Regions from separate parts of the Mus musculus genome. Here regions 1 and 3 are each linked to region 2. A link is a contact called in public Micro-C and promoter capture Hi-C data. All regions are on one chromosome and are shown on one strand. Each heading gives the region's core, a stretch centred on a gene start, on an enhancer-like site or on the middle of the called end of the contact. The rest is flanking DNA. Distances are from core to core; before and after follow the strand shown.

Region 1 (4,370 bases), core at 954-3,453, 130 kb after region 2:
TAACAAGTCAAAAGTCACAAATTAGGTGAATTTCTAAGGGACTGGTTCAAGACAAGTAGACTTATCAGGAGGCTGCTGGAGACTGACGCCCAGGAGACTCCTATGAAGGTCCCAGCCAGAGAGCGTGCAAGACATGCCAGGCAGGAGGGGTGCCAGGCAAAGGCACACTGATGCCAGGAGGAGGGCACGTGAGCAGCGTGAGATAACTGCTGGAGATCCCAGCCAGCAGGATCCTGCAGGGCCTCAGGGCCCTGGGAGCTTCCTTCTGAAACAAATGAAGCCTTCTCCCCAAGGGCACAGACAGAGTGAGGGCACAGAGAGGTAGCCTGACCAGAAAGAGCCAGCTTCCTGGTGCCCCAGTGTAGAGACAGCTCAGCCAATGAGCTAGTGTAACAGAGTTAGACTGCAGTCGTGGAAGATGGTCCTTACCCCCATGCCAAGTACAGCCTTCTGATGGTAACATCCCCTTCCTCCCAGAGTCGTGGTGGCCTGAAAAGGGTGTGGCCTCCTGCACTCTGCCTTGTGGATGCTATGAGCAGAACACAGGGCACTCTTTCTCACTCCCAGCCAAGAAAGGAAATTAAGGTAGTCAAGTTCCTTCATTCAGTCCCCAGAGATAGCCTAGACCCCAGCACAGTGAGGCCGCAGGGCACATCTAGAATAGTTCCTGTGTGGACACTGATGTTCTTAGTTCCTGTATGAAGGCACTGATGTTCTTAGTTCCTGTATGGAGGCACTGATGTTCTTAGTTCCTGTGTGGAGGCACTGATGTTCTTAGTTTCTTTATGGAGGCACTGATGTTCTTAGTTCCTGTATGGAGGCACTGATATTCTTAGTTCCTGTATGAAGGCACTGATGTTCTTAGTTCCTGTATGGAGGCACTGATGTTCTTAGTTCCTGTGTGGAGGCACTGATGTTCTTAGTTCCTGAATGGAAGCACTGATGTTCTTAGTTCCTGTATGGACACTGATGTTCTTAGTTCCTGTGTGGAGGCACTGATGTTCTTAGTTCCTGTATGGAGGCACTGATGTTCTTAGTTCCTGTATGGAGGCACTGATGTTCTTAGTTCCTGTATGGAGGCACTGATGTTCTTAGTTCCTGTATGGAGGCACTGATGTTCTTAGTTCCTTTATGGAGGCACTGATGTTCTTAGTTCCTGTATGGAGGCACTGATGTTCTTAGTTCCTGTATGGAGGCACTGATGTTCTTAGTTCCTGTATGGAGGCACTGATGTTCTTAGTTCCTGTATGAAGGCACTGATGTTCTTAGTTCCTGTATGGACACTGATGTTCTTAGTTCCTGTATGGAGGCACTGATGTTCTTAGTTCCTGTATGGAGGCACTGATGTTCTTAGTTCCTGTATGGAGGCACTGATGTTCTTAGTTCCTGTATGGAGGCACTGATGTTCTTAGTTCCTGTATGGAGGCACTGATGTTCTTAGTTCCTTTATGGAGGCACTGATGTTCTTAGTTCCTGTATGGAGGCACTGATGTTCTTAGTTCCTGTATGGAGGCACTGATGTTCTTAGTTCCTGTATGGAGGCACTGATGTTCTTAGTTCCTTTATGGAGGCACTGATGTTCTTAGTTCCTGTATGGAGGCACTGATGTTCTTAGTTCCTGTATGGAGGCACTGATGTTCTTAGTTCCTGTATGGACACTGATGTTCTTAGTTCCTGTATGGAGGCACTGATGTTCTTAGTTCCTGTATGGAGGCACTGATGTTCTTAGTTCCTGTATGGAGGCACTGATGTTCTTAGTTCCTTTATGGAGGCACTGATGTTCTTAGTTCCTGTATGGAGGCACTGATGTTCTTAGTTCCTGTATGGACACTGATGTTCTTAGTTCCTGTATGGACACTGATGTTCTTAGTTCCTGTATGGAGGCACTGATGTTCTTAGTTCCTGTGTGGAGGCACTGATGTTCTTAGTTCCTGTATGGAGGCACTGATGTTCTTAGTTCCTGTATGGAGGCACTGATGTTCTTAGTTCCTGTATGGAGGCACTGATGTTCTTAGTTCCTGTATGGAGGCACTGATGTTCTTAGTTCCTGTATGGAGGCACTGATGTTCTTAGTTCCTGTATGGAGGCACTGATGTTCTTAGTTCCTGTATGGAGGCGCTGCTGTTCTGCCACAGATCAAGTAAGGACCCAGCACAGTGCCCTGGAGCAAAAGCGACTCATCCTGTGTGGCTGACTGGCCATGGGGAAACCAGATACTGCTTCTGTCACCATTGGGAAACCCCAGCATCAGGGTCCTCTCTAATCCACTTTCATGCACTCTGAATTCCAAATCTTTGTTTTTATGAGGACATTCATTGTGTCCCCTTGAATACTTTCTGTCACCTCTGTCTGGAAGTCCCCTTGTCAGCAGCATTATTGGGAGGAAGGAGTTAAGAATTGAGCCTCTGTTATAAATGCACCTTCAAGCCCCCTTGACTTGCTATCTTTTCTAAGCTAGTGATGTGTTGCCTAGTGATCTGTCCCACAGAAGCCCCTCCGTGGACAACCATAGTGACCACACCCAGGTTCTCCCTCCGCCTGACGCCATGCAGCCTACAGCTCACAGTTCCCTGCAGCTTGCCAGACCTTGGCACCAGCATCTGTGCTGGCCCTTCCTGCCTTTGCAGGCAAGGACACCCAGTGGCCTAGACAGAGCAGTTTTCTCAAGCCTCAGAAAAGACGTGGACCGTGTGCTGGTGGAGGTGCTGATAGCGGACCTCAGCCCTGCATCAGACTCTGCCATGAACAGGACTGTTCAGCAGAGTGGAATCCAGTCATCCAAGTAAAGATGGGGGCCTGGGCTGCCAGTGCTTTGTGTGCTGACATCTGAGCGGAGCACTGCGAAAGCCCGCGCTCTATCAACCTGCCTGTCACCTGGGGACAGGCACCAGCTAGAGAGATTTATAGAGGCTGTCTGCAAGGCCAGGGTTCATGAAGGCTAAGCACACCCCCAGTGGCTCGGACTCCTCTGTCAGCATCGTCAGAGCTCAGAGCACGCTAGGATTGAGGTCTTGCAGGCTCTACGAAATCGCGAGCTGTAAGCAGCATGGAATCGGCAGAGGGAAACCCCCGGTGTGGCCTTATTAGTTACAGAGTTGTTGTATAGACAGAGTGTGAGGTAACACTTCACAAGCTTAGAGAGGACGGCACCTCATGGAGCTTTGAGGGTGAGCCAGAACCTGGCACTCAGTCTTAACTCCTCTCTCCCAGCGCTGCCAATAGGTAGCCTGACCCTGGCACCCATCATTGCCATGGGCTGTGACAGTCCCTCATGCTCATGCACTGTCCCCAAACCCTGACAGTGAGGCAGAATCTGCCAAGAGGTCAGTCTGTGCCCAGCGGTGCCCGGATCTCTTTCCTCAAGAGAGAAAAGCGCAGCGTGGGGCACGGCCCCAGATCAAGAACCCACATGTGCAGAATCCCTTGTCCCAAGGCTTCTCACCAGATCAAACTTAACAGCGTGGGGCCTGGGGCGAGAGTATGGAGCTTTGTAGTGGGCAGTATGGTATCTCCTGCAGGTCCAAAAAGAGAAGCCACGTTCAGGGCAGGGCAGTGGCTCAGCTCTGCTGCACCTTAGAGGGAGTGGAGACCCAGGGAGCAGCATCAGAGAGCTTCCTGCTAGGACCCTCAGTGCAGGCTGCCACCTCACTGTCTCATGCGGAGACAAGCAACCTGATGCTTACAGCAGGAGATGCCGATGGAAGACGAGCTTCCCAGGCCGAAGGACACAGCTGGACCCAGAGCTACAGCAGGAGTGGGAAGGACAAGTCCTGTATGCCCCAAAGGTAGAGGGTCCCTTAGGACCCAGGACAAGACCTGAGTGCCCCATAGCCCACACTGGGTCCTTTCCCTTCGGTCAGTATTGTCCAAGGCCTGTCCTGGTCTAGGCTGAGGGTGCCCATCCAACCCTTTGTCACCTGCCACACACACAGCTGCCACACACGAGAGAACTCTCCAGTGCCAGTCCTTTCTCTAGGGCCAGCCTCTCCCTGTCTTCCGTGAATAAGCCCTGAGCTTGTCCAGGCCCATCCATCTTGTTTAATAGACTGGAGTGTGCCCTGCACTGCAAGTCCCAGGGACTAGCGGGGTGATGGATGGTGCCTTACCGTGTCGGGCCGCGTGATGTACGATGAAATATTTATGATTTATTCCAGCTAATAACCCACAGGGAGTGCAGGGAGCGTGTGAGCAGACAGGGAGGCCCCAGCACTGCTGTCAGGGCTGCTGCTGGCATCTGCATGCCTATACACAGCCGTAATCATGCAAATGTGTGTGCATGGACATGCACCCGCACTAATGCGCAAATACACACACCGCCGTGCTGGGAGAAGACTTGGCCAGAAATATAGCCCTGTGCTCCAGCCCGGGCC
Region 2 (4,427 bases), core at 1,675-4,174:
AGACTCAGAGTTCTTAGGATGCTGAGGAGAAGACCTGACAGACATAGGAAGGCTCCAAGGACACAGGCAAGAGAGATTACAAAGCTGGGAGGGTCCGGGCTATCATCAAACTCACGCCACCAAGTCTGTCTGGTTGGGCAAGAGGATCTGTTTTGGACAATGAGCTAAGTTCTGAAGATCATAGTCACTGCTAAAGAAAATGTTGTGACCCTGCTGTGTGGCAGGCAGACCTAAAGTCTGGAGGGCCAGTGCAGGAAACAATGGCCAACCAAGGAAGATCCATAGGGCCAGTCCCCTCGCCCCAGGCATGGCCAGCCTAGCAGCCTGCAAGCCTCTTGTCCTGTGCTGGATTCCATGCGCACCCAGCATACACATGCACACCCGAGCAGCCATGAATGAGCTAGGAGGGTTCTCTTGGTGGTTGGAGGATATCTAGATCCATCTAATTCACCACCATCCCACTGGCACGTGGGAGGCTGAGAATGAATCAGAACCCCCCCACCCCCAAACCCATCCCGCTTACAGTGCAGGAGGGGGGAGGGAAGACCATTCCAGAAGGTGGTGGGAAACACCTCTCCCGACACACCCTCCTGTCTTCTGCATCAGAAGAGGCTGAAGCTAAGCCTGGTTCTCCATGGTGGGCAAACCTACTGGCTCAGATCTTGTGGCCCAGTGACCCAGCCTTGCCAGCATTTCCAGATCTGCGTGTAGGAAGGAAAACGAGTTTCTTTCAGTCACGCAGAAAGGAGTATATGTGGAGCGCAATCAGAGAGATTTCCTGGAGGTGGTAACTCAATTACATGGATAACCCGGTAACAGAGGAAGAGCCAGACAAGGACCTGAGAGCTGCTTGGACCACCCAGCAGCCCCAGAGCATCCTGCAAGGAACTGTCCAGGGGTGTCTTCCATATGCCAGCTCAGGCTTGGCACACAGCAAAAGATGGTGGTGTGCCAGGTACACATGGCCCTCCCTTTCTCCCCTCTCATCAAGATCACAGTACCTCCCGGGAGGGTGGATTCCGCCAGAAAATCAGTCCTAACGTGATATTCTCCCTCCCCGTGTCTGTCTAGCTCCCGGGCAGCACCGAGCACCACATCTGTTCCTTCTGTTCGCAGGGTTCCTCCTTTCTCTGCTTTTCCCTCTCAATGCACAAGAGTGGTTGTGCCCCCCCCCCAAAAAAAAAACAGTCCCAAATAGCGGCATTTTCTCAGCTTGGTGCTCTAACTGTGGGCTCCCAGTGCCAACTGGGGACAGCCACATCTTCTGACTTCCGCCCTTCAGTGGACCAAGGTGGGGTGACATCATGACCCCAGTGTAGCCCCCATCAGGATCCCTCCATGCACAAGACCAGAAATCTCTCACAGGGCTTTCCTACTTCTTCCCAGGCCAGGAGCCAAGTGCATTCTGGCCGGGTATGGCTGAACTCTCTCAGACCAGCCCCTGGGGTCTTAGGGAGATGAGAGAGTCCCAGTCTTGAGAAGTTTCTGAAACCTTCCAGCAACTTGCAAGGGCAATGCCAGGGCAAAGTGACCGCTCCCTTTGTCTTCTGCCAGCCCCATCCTCTGAGTGGCTGCCTGGGAACCTCCTGTTTCTGAGCGCCGGGAGGAAGCACACACCCAGCCAGACATAATGAAGCCACATCCTGGCCTCAGGATAGGAGGGACGGGTGTGACAGTTACTGGGATCAACCCTACAAACAGGAGCATGAGATCGTCTGTTATTTTGAGGAATTGGGCTCTGAAAGTCAGCTTTAGCTCACATGATCAGATAGTTCTATTCATGGAGCAGGGGGGTAGGTCCAGCCAGCACTGTGGTCAAGAAGCCCAAACACACCAAGTTCAGGGCCATGAGTTGAAAGGCAGCGGCTCAAAGCCAGGAGCTGCCAGCCTGGCTGCCTTCTGCTCCACCTTAGTCAGCCCGACTCCGGCTGAATTCCCAGCCATCTGTCCCTCCGCGGTGCTCACACCTCCTCACACCTCCTCCCCGCTGTTCCCACAGCCTGGCTCTGGGCCTGCCCTACACACAGATGGACCGTTCCCAAAGCCTGTGAGAAGGATCAGAGCCGGAGGCTGTGCCTGCACCTGGCTGTCAGGACCCCAGGGAGGGCGGTCAGGATCCCCTCCCGACCATCAGGAAGGATGCTCAGCTCCATGGCCCTAATGGCTGATCCAGGGACCAAAATAAGAGGGGGAAGGGCTAGAGAAAGCAGCAGACCCTCTCCTGCCAGCACTATCTCCCAGGAAGGTTGCCCTCCCGCTACTCCAGTCAGTCCCGAGCCCTGTCATTCAGGCTACCAGTCTTTGTCAGGAGACCCGGCACCCCAGGGGGCGCTTGTGGGTGGTGGTTGGGGAGCCCATACTCCCCCACCGACTCAGCTCCTACCTAAAGATGAACCACACACACTCTGGACAGGTCAAGCTGTCTGCTCACCTAGGGTGGCTGCAACTCAGTCAAATGAGTGGGCAGAGTTGGCTCCACCCTGCCGTGGGCACGAACTTTGTAAAGTGGAGGGGCTGGAGAGGGGGTGCAAAGCGAGGACCCCCGGGACGGCAGCAACCGGCAAAGTAGGGTGACAGCGGCGGTGTTGAACAGGGCAGGGGCGGCACTTACGGTCTGGAGCTCCAGGGGACCGTAGCTCTCTCGCAACCCGGCTCCCGAAGTGGCTTTTCCTTCTCACTGGGTCGCCACCTCCATAACTTGGGGGCGATCCGTACGCTGTCTTCTCGCGCTGCGCGGGGCTCAGGCGCGCGGCGGGGTCGGGGCGCGCGGGGCGACCGCCTGGGCCATGCCGAGTGCGTTCGGCCCCCAGCGCGGGAACAAAGCCCGCACGCTGCCCGGGTGGTTTCGGCCTCGGCGGCCGCCGGGTCCAGCCGCCGTGCTTTCGGCTCTGCTGCCGCGCGCTCGCCCGCGCGTCTCACCGAGTCCCGCGGCCCCCGCCCCGCGCGCTCCGCCCCCGCCTCCCGCGCCCCGCCGCCGCTGCGCCACCTGCCTCCAGCCCGACGCCCATCGCGCTCGCTCCGCCCCGGGGCGCCGGCCGCCGGAGAGAGGCCCGGTTCCGTGCGCCCGGCGCCGCCCAATGCCCAGAGCGGCTCCCGCCTCCACCGCCCGGGTGGCCGAGGGGCCCCGGGACGCGCCCGGCGGACTTGGCTATGGGGTCCGACTCAGGACGTAGGGACCTCAGGAGCGCCAGGCCGCGCGTGGGACCCCCGTACGGATGCAGGAGAGCGGGGCCGTGGAGTGGGAACGGGCCGAGGAGTCCCAGCGCGTAGCCAGTGCGTGCGGCGCGGGGCAACCCGGTGCGGGGCGGACTCCTAGCTGTGCGCCCCCGCCCCGCGCAGGCCGCGCCCCGGGAGGGCGGGCGAGCTGAGCGCACCGCACACACCCACCTCGGAGCAGTCGCAGCCCGACGGCGTCGCTGCTCCCGGAGCCGCGGTGTCTACTCCGGGACGGGGAGGCGGGCGCCCCTCCTTCGGCCGCCGCACCCCCCCTCACCCCCTTCGCAAGCCCTTCGGGGTACCCGGGCCACCTGCGCGTTCTGCCGGCAGGGGGCGCGCTCCACCCGCCGCGCTCGGCCTTGGTCCCCAAGGCGCCAGGCGACCTGCGGCAAGTGGGCTCAGGATCCCGCTCTCCCCACTGCCATCGGGGCCGGCGTTCGCATATGCTTTGCATTCGTTTGCATATCATTCATTTTAATGTCAACCTGAGGAAAAGCCCCCAGCCGCTGCTTCTGCTTGTCCGCGTCCTACTTTCTCTGCTTCCTCTGAGCCTGCTCCCCACCCACTTTACCCACTTTTCCTCGAGGCGCCTTGCGACAAGTCCCAGGCGTTCCTCCGGTTGGTACATTTGAGCAAACTCGCTGCACTTCCTTCCTTTCCCTTCCCAGTTTTTCACTCACTCACACTTTGCTTCTTTGAGACTAAGGAGAGACCCAGGGTCACCGCCTGCAGAGACAAGGGGCCAGAACTTCAGATCAGCGGGGGGGTGGGGGTGGGGGGGGCTTGATTTTCATCTCATTAGGCATACATCTGCATGTGAAGGATAAAAATCTAGCAATGTGCCAAAATTAAATAAATAAATAAGTAAAAATACCCTCCGTTTCTTTCCAGGCTTGCTGTAGTGGCTTGGTTTTCCCCAGTTGGGGTCCCTCTCAGGGGTTCACCTCTGCCTTCTTGAAAAAGCGTTCCTGCACGGTCCTCCTGGGGTGGGATCTGGGCTCCTTGGTTTCCCGGATCTCCCTCTGTGGAGGATGCTATCTAATCCTAGTCTGACACCTATAAAACTGTCCACATTTTCAGATCTCCCTGGCCACATGTATCAATCTTATAGAGGAGTGGAGGGTCCCGAGCCCATTTCACAGAGGAATGTGGATCTAGAAGAGTTGGCTATGTGGCTTGAGACCGCAAACTTTTTATCCCAGGCATATGGA
Region 3 (4,448 bases), core at 216-2,715, 230 kb before region 2:
GTTCAAATCCCAGCAACCACATGGTGGCTCACAACCATCTGTAATGAGATCTGACCCCCTCTTGTGGTGCACCTGAAATAGCTACAGTGTAATTATTTATAATAATTATTTATAATAATAAATAAATCTTTGGGCCAGAGAGAGCTGGGGTTGACTGGAGCAAGCAAAGGTACTAAATTCAATCCCCAACAACCACATGAAGGTTCACAACTATAATGTACTCATATACATTAAATAAATTAATTAAATCTTAAGGGTTGGCGTAGCACTGGTGGGAATACCAGCTGGGTACTGCCACCCCAGGGAACCCACAGATCATTAACAGAATGAAGAACTGACTCTTGTTCTCCCAGAGCTGCCAGGGCATTCTTCCTAGGAAGGATGAAAGTTCACACCAAAACCTGCCCATAAATGTGGCAGCAGTTTTCCTGGTAACAACAGAGCCCCTGTTCTAGGGCCTAAGCAACAGTGGGCAATGAAATCCTGCTGCGTCCACCTGGATAATCCTCGGGAAGAGCGTGCGTACTGAAACGAGCCAAACTCAAGAATCTACAGGCTGCGTGGATCCACTTCTAAATGACCACGGTGGAAGGAAGAGCAGAGGGAGACTGGGGTGAGAAGCCCTGGTCCCGGCAATACCTCCCCAGTTTACAAGTGTCACCAGGGAGGGAGGAAGATCTGCCCCTCACCAGCGCCCCTCGGATCCCTGCATGGCAACGCCCCCTTCATCCCTGAGCTACCCTCCCAGCCTTCTCCAGCCCAGCTACTCCAGATCCGGGACATTGGTCTTTCCCTCCAGCCCTAGGACCCTGAATCCCGGCAGCAGTGACCCTCATCTCCAGCCCTGTGCACATCGATCCCGGCACCTGTGCCCCGGTCTCCAACTCCCAGGCTCCCCGATCCTGGTTGTAGTAACCCCCATTTCCACCACTGTGCCCATGGATCTGACGGTGGCGAACTTCCCCCTCATTCCAGCCTGGAGGATCCCCTTTCCAGCCCAGCTACTCTGGAACCCGACCCTCGAGCCCAGGGGTCCCAGTGACTACAGCCTCCAGCTCTATGCCCCGATCCCGGCCGAGGTGACTGTTGTCTCCAGCACTCACAGTACTTGATAACTGCGATGTTGACCGGCGCCGTGCAGGTGACCATTAGGTCCTGAGGCTTTTCTGAGGCCATAACTGAGATGCTGGAGTCCCGAGCTAGAGAGCCCAGCACCGATTACCCGGTGTCTACAGACTCACGCGCTGCCATATGATTGGCCCGCTGGCCGGGCTTTTCCCGTGCTGTCCAATAGGCGACAGGCCGAGCCCATGATCCACTTTTTAGCCTATGGACAGGATCGAATGATGTGCGGCTGACACTGAGCCCGCCCCCGGTGCCTGCAAGCTCGTGGCTGCGAGCGAGAGGCGGGGTCCGCTCAGGGAGTGGAATCTACGCATGCGCAGGAGGTGGTATCTGCGCAGGCGTAGGAGGCCTCCTTCTTACAAAGGTTCCTCCTTCTGGCACAAGCACCACTGGATAGCCTGAGTGACCGTCGGGACAGCGGGGCCATCTGCTGCTGAAACAGCGGAGCTGAAAAAGGATACGCATCTAGCCTCTACGCTGCATGAAAAGCTCACTAGACGGTGAATCCGGAGGGATCCGCAGCCCAAGGTCGCGCCCGAGCCCCACATCCTGGAATCTTCTACATTCACAATCTGACTTCTCTTGTCACAACCTCCAGTCTCCTGGTCCCACAGTCTGGGGTCTCACAGCTTGCCTGAGGTGTCCAGCCGCCGCGCCGGCGGATGTACTGCATCCGAGATGGGCATTTTCTCTCCCAAGCTCCACACAAGCAAGAATTTTGTCGTTTTTTTTTTTTTTTTTTCCGTAGCTGAAATGGATCGGCACATTTCTGTGTCATTCTTACGGTACAGTTTAGTGACCTTTAGTATATTTACTTGATACAACCGTCACCTCTGTTTCCAGAACTAACCATCCATTCTCCAACAGAAACAGATACAACTTCCTGGTTCCACCTCCTGTAAAATCGTGGCTGTTGAATGGCTTAGAGTTCCGAAGATGTGCGAGCACACGATACCCACCCAGGCCACCAGTTCTGTTCCTAGGAGTGTGGATGGTACCTAATCCTTTCACAGCCTTCTGGCTGACATTTTCTACACAGTGAATGGGAGTTGCTTTTTTTTTCCATGCTGCTTTTTCTACGTCTGAGTTTCTTGGACACTTTCCAGCTGCACACCAAAACAGCTTCCTTGTTTGTCTAGACCGTCGGTAATTGACTCAAGCCGTCCCCCTTGGAAGCCATGCACCGGACTTTCCTTGCATTGTGTATAAGAGTGCTTGCGTAGATTCCTAGAAGTGGATGAACCAGCCAAGCAGCTATGTGCCTGGGGCGATGTTGATAGCTGTTGGCCGGCTGCCATCTTGGAAGCTGGATCGATTGCTCAGCTCTCTCTGCTAGAGCGAGAGTGTGTGAATAGGCCTTCTGCGCCACAGTAGACAGCCTGTCAGTCAGGCTGACAGCTGACCAATGGGAGTTCACTATTGTTTCCTTGTGGCTTGTGAGATGGCTCGTATTTTCAATTTCTCTTGCAATAACTTTTCTGCTTCATACACACACACACACACACACACACACACACACACACACACACCAGCAGAAAGGTGGTGTGTTTAATCCCAACACTCAGGAGGCAGAGGTCAGGTGGATTTCTGTAAATTCCAGGGCAGCCTGATCTACAGAGTAAGTTCCAGGGCTACACAGAAACCATGTCTTGAAAAAACCTAAATAAATAAACCCAAAGAAGAAGAAGGGGGGAGGATGTCTCTGTGAGTTCAAGGCCAGCCAGAAGTTCACTGTGAGATCCTGTCTCTAAAAAATAAAAACAATAAGTTAAAGAAAGAAGAGAACAATTAATTTACTCCGGAATGAATAGTTTCACCCATGGGTATTTTTGTACATTATCAGGTACAGAGACCAAGGTCACCTCATGAGCTGAAGGACACCAGTACCTGAAACCCCATATACTTTGAAGCTAAGAGTCAGTAGTAGGTCATCTCTCTACTCATCAAATGTTGTAAATGTCTGTCATGTTTGTGAAGTTCACTGTTAGGTCAGGGATACACACATGCATGAGACATGAAGGGAGGAGAGTCCACCAGGGCTGAGTGACCATCTGCTTGCACCTCAGAGCTTGGTCTGAACAGGCCAGCAGAGGGGACCAACGTGCAGCTGTGGTTCCCAGCCCAGGCACTGGGGACAGAAAACCTCTAAAAGCAACCTCAAAAGGGAGGATGCTGTTTGTGGATTTCTGTGCCCCTGTCGCTTGTCCCTTTGAACTCAGTTCCCTAGAGAAGTCTTCAGAGGTCAGAGTTGTTCCAGAGCACCTGGCCGGCCTGGGTAACCATAGAGACTGGTAGAGAGGTAGATTTCATCCAAGGGTTCTGGTTCCTTGTCAAAAACAAAAACAAAAAAAACAAGAAACAGCTCAGTGCAGGGCTGGCTGGCATGCGCAGCCAATCATGTGGGTGACTGTAGGCTGGCAGCTGTGTTTAGGGGGGCTAAGGTAGCAAAGGTCCGAGGGGAGGTTTGGGGCCTGGGCAGAACTAGGGGAGGAAGGAAAGTTGCATTGAGCAGAGGGGAAGGAGAAATGGTCGGGCCCACCCCAGGCTGGAATTTCCTTGCCCTGCCACAAGAAGCAAATCCCTTCCTTCCTCAGGCCGGGAGGGTCGTCACCAAGCCCTCCTCTGACCTGTGCGGGTTCCTGGGCACCAGCCCTCAGGAGTCATTGTTCCTTCCTTCCCGCTCCCCCTGGCTTGTTCTTTGCCTGGATTTTGGCCCCTGTCACTTGGCCCTGACAAATCAGGCCACTGCACTGGGCGACCTCTAAAGGCCCTCCTTTGTTTGGCCTCTGTGACCACAGCCCAACATGGCCTTTAAACAGGTATGCGCCAAACTTCCACATCTTCAGGAGTTAGGCAGCCTTACCTGAGCAGCCAGCCACTCCTTCCAAACAGCTGTATGCAATTCTGCCAAAAGTGCATGTAGCGTCACATCTTGGAGAGGAGCTGGAGTATTTGTGTGGGGAAGACTAGGGTGGGAGGTGTCCAGCTACATAGCCACAGCAGGGGACAGGGACTGGAGGTGGGGTGGGGTGGGGCATCATCTGTGCTGGGTGCAGACCCACCAGTGCGGCTGCTTTGACTTCACCCATGTTCCTGCCTATAACCCATTACCCATTGCTCTATCAGTAAGCCAAATAAACTTGTTAATTCCTCCGTGTGAACTTTGATGGAACTGTTCCTTAGTTTATCCAAGAAACCCTTAGTGAGAGGGGGTAGACATTGTTTATGTCTCCCCTAGGGAAGGCATTTTTGTCACCCAGCATAGTCAGTCGTCTGGCAGGATACAATAAAAGCAAGGTTGAGTGCGGGAAGAAGAGCACTGG

The links. Hi-C and Micro-C count contacts between places; a contact is called where the count stands out from the background. Capture Hi-C pulls out chosen DNA fragments and counts their contacts.
Region 1: a Micro-C map of the G1E-ER4 cell line shows a contact between it and region 2, with 5 times the contacts expected there. The contact joins the enhancer-like site here to the promoter of Cbfa2t3 in region 2. A contact is called at or near these places in 2 of 15 datasets of contacts at CTCF or cohesin (the G1E-ER4 cell line and stem cell-derived epiblast-like cells), 126 of 484 Hi-C or Micro-C datasets (the AML12 cell line, B cells, the C2C12 cell line and 76 more), 36 of 115 datasets of contacts at active chromatin or transcription factors (the HPC-7 cell line, T-cell acute lymphoblastic leukemia, VIP interneurons and 26 more) and 3 of 9 other capture datasets (adipose tissue, embryonic stem cells and liver).
Region 3: a promoter capture Hi-C map of pancreatic islet shows a contact between it and region 2. The contact joins the promoter of 9330133O14Rik here to the promoter of Cbfa2t3 in region 2. A contact is called at or near these places in 1 of 39 promoter capture datasets (pre-B cells), 2 of 484 Hi-C or Micro-C datasets (B cells and embryonic stem cells), 3 of 115 datasets of contacts at active chromatin or transcription factors (embryonic stem cells and pancreatic cancer cells) and 1 of 9 other capture datasets (pancreatic islet).

What each region holds. Positions count from the first base shown.
Region 1 is chr8:122,807,933-122,812,302 of GRCm38.p6, forward strand. All of the region lies in intron 7 of Acsf3 (acyl-CoA synthetase family member 3), which reads left to right. Among named protein-coding and RNA genes, the nearest start is that of Gm35466, 13 kb to the right of the region's middle. Within about 2 kb of position 2,204, at least 8 of the 459 cell types and tissues checked have an H3K27ac peak or open chromatin away from gene starts, as enhancers often do. A contact at or near this core is called in the G1E-ER4 cell line and cerebellum, where this site is marked.
Region 2 is chr8:122,675,251-122,679,677 of GRCm38.p6, forward strand. It overlaps Cbfa2t3 (CBFA2/RUNX1 translocation partner 3), which reads right to left and starts at 2,925. Exons shown (of 12, transcript NM_001109873.1): 1 at 2,612-2,925.
Region 3 is chr8:122,442,191-122,446,638 of GRCm38.p6, forward strand. It overlaps 9330133O14Rik (RIKEN cDNA 9330133O14 gene), which reads left to right and starts at 1,466. Exons shown (of 1, transcript NR_045696.1): 1 at 1,466-4,286. Mvd (mevalonate (diphospho) decarboxylase) reads right to left here and starts at 1,232. Exons shown (of 10, transcript NM_138656.2): 1 at 1,104-1,232. The coding sequence starts at 1,176. Gm20735 (predicted gene, 20735) reads right to left here. Exons shown (of 3, transcript NR_015497.2): 3 at 3,078-3,451.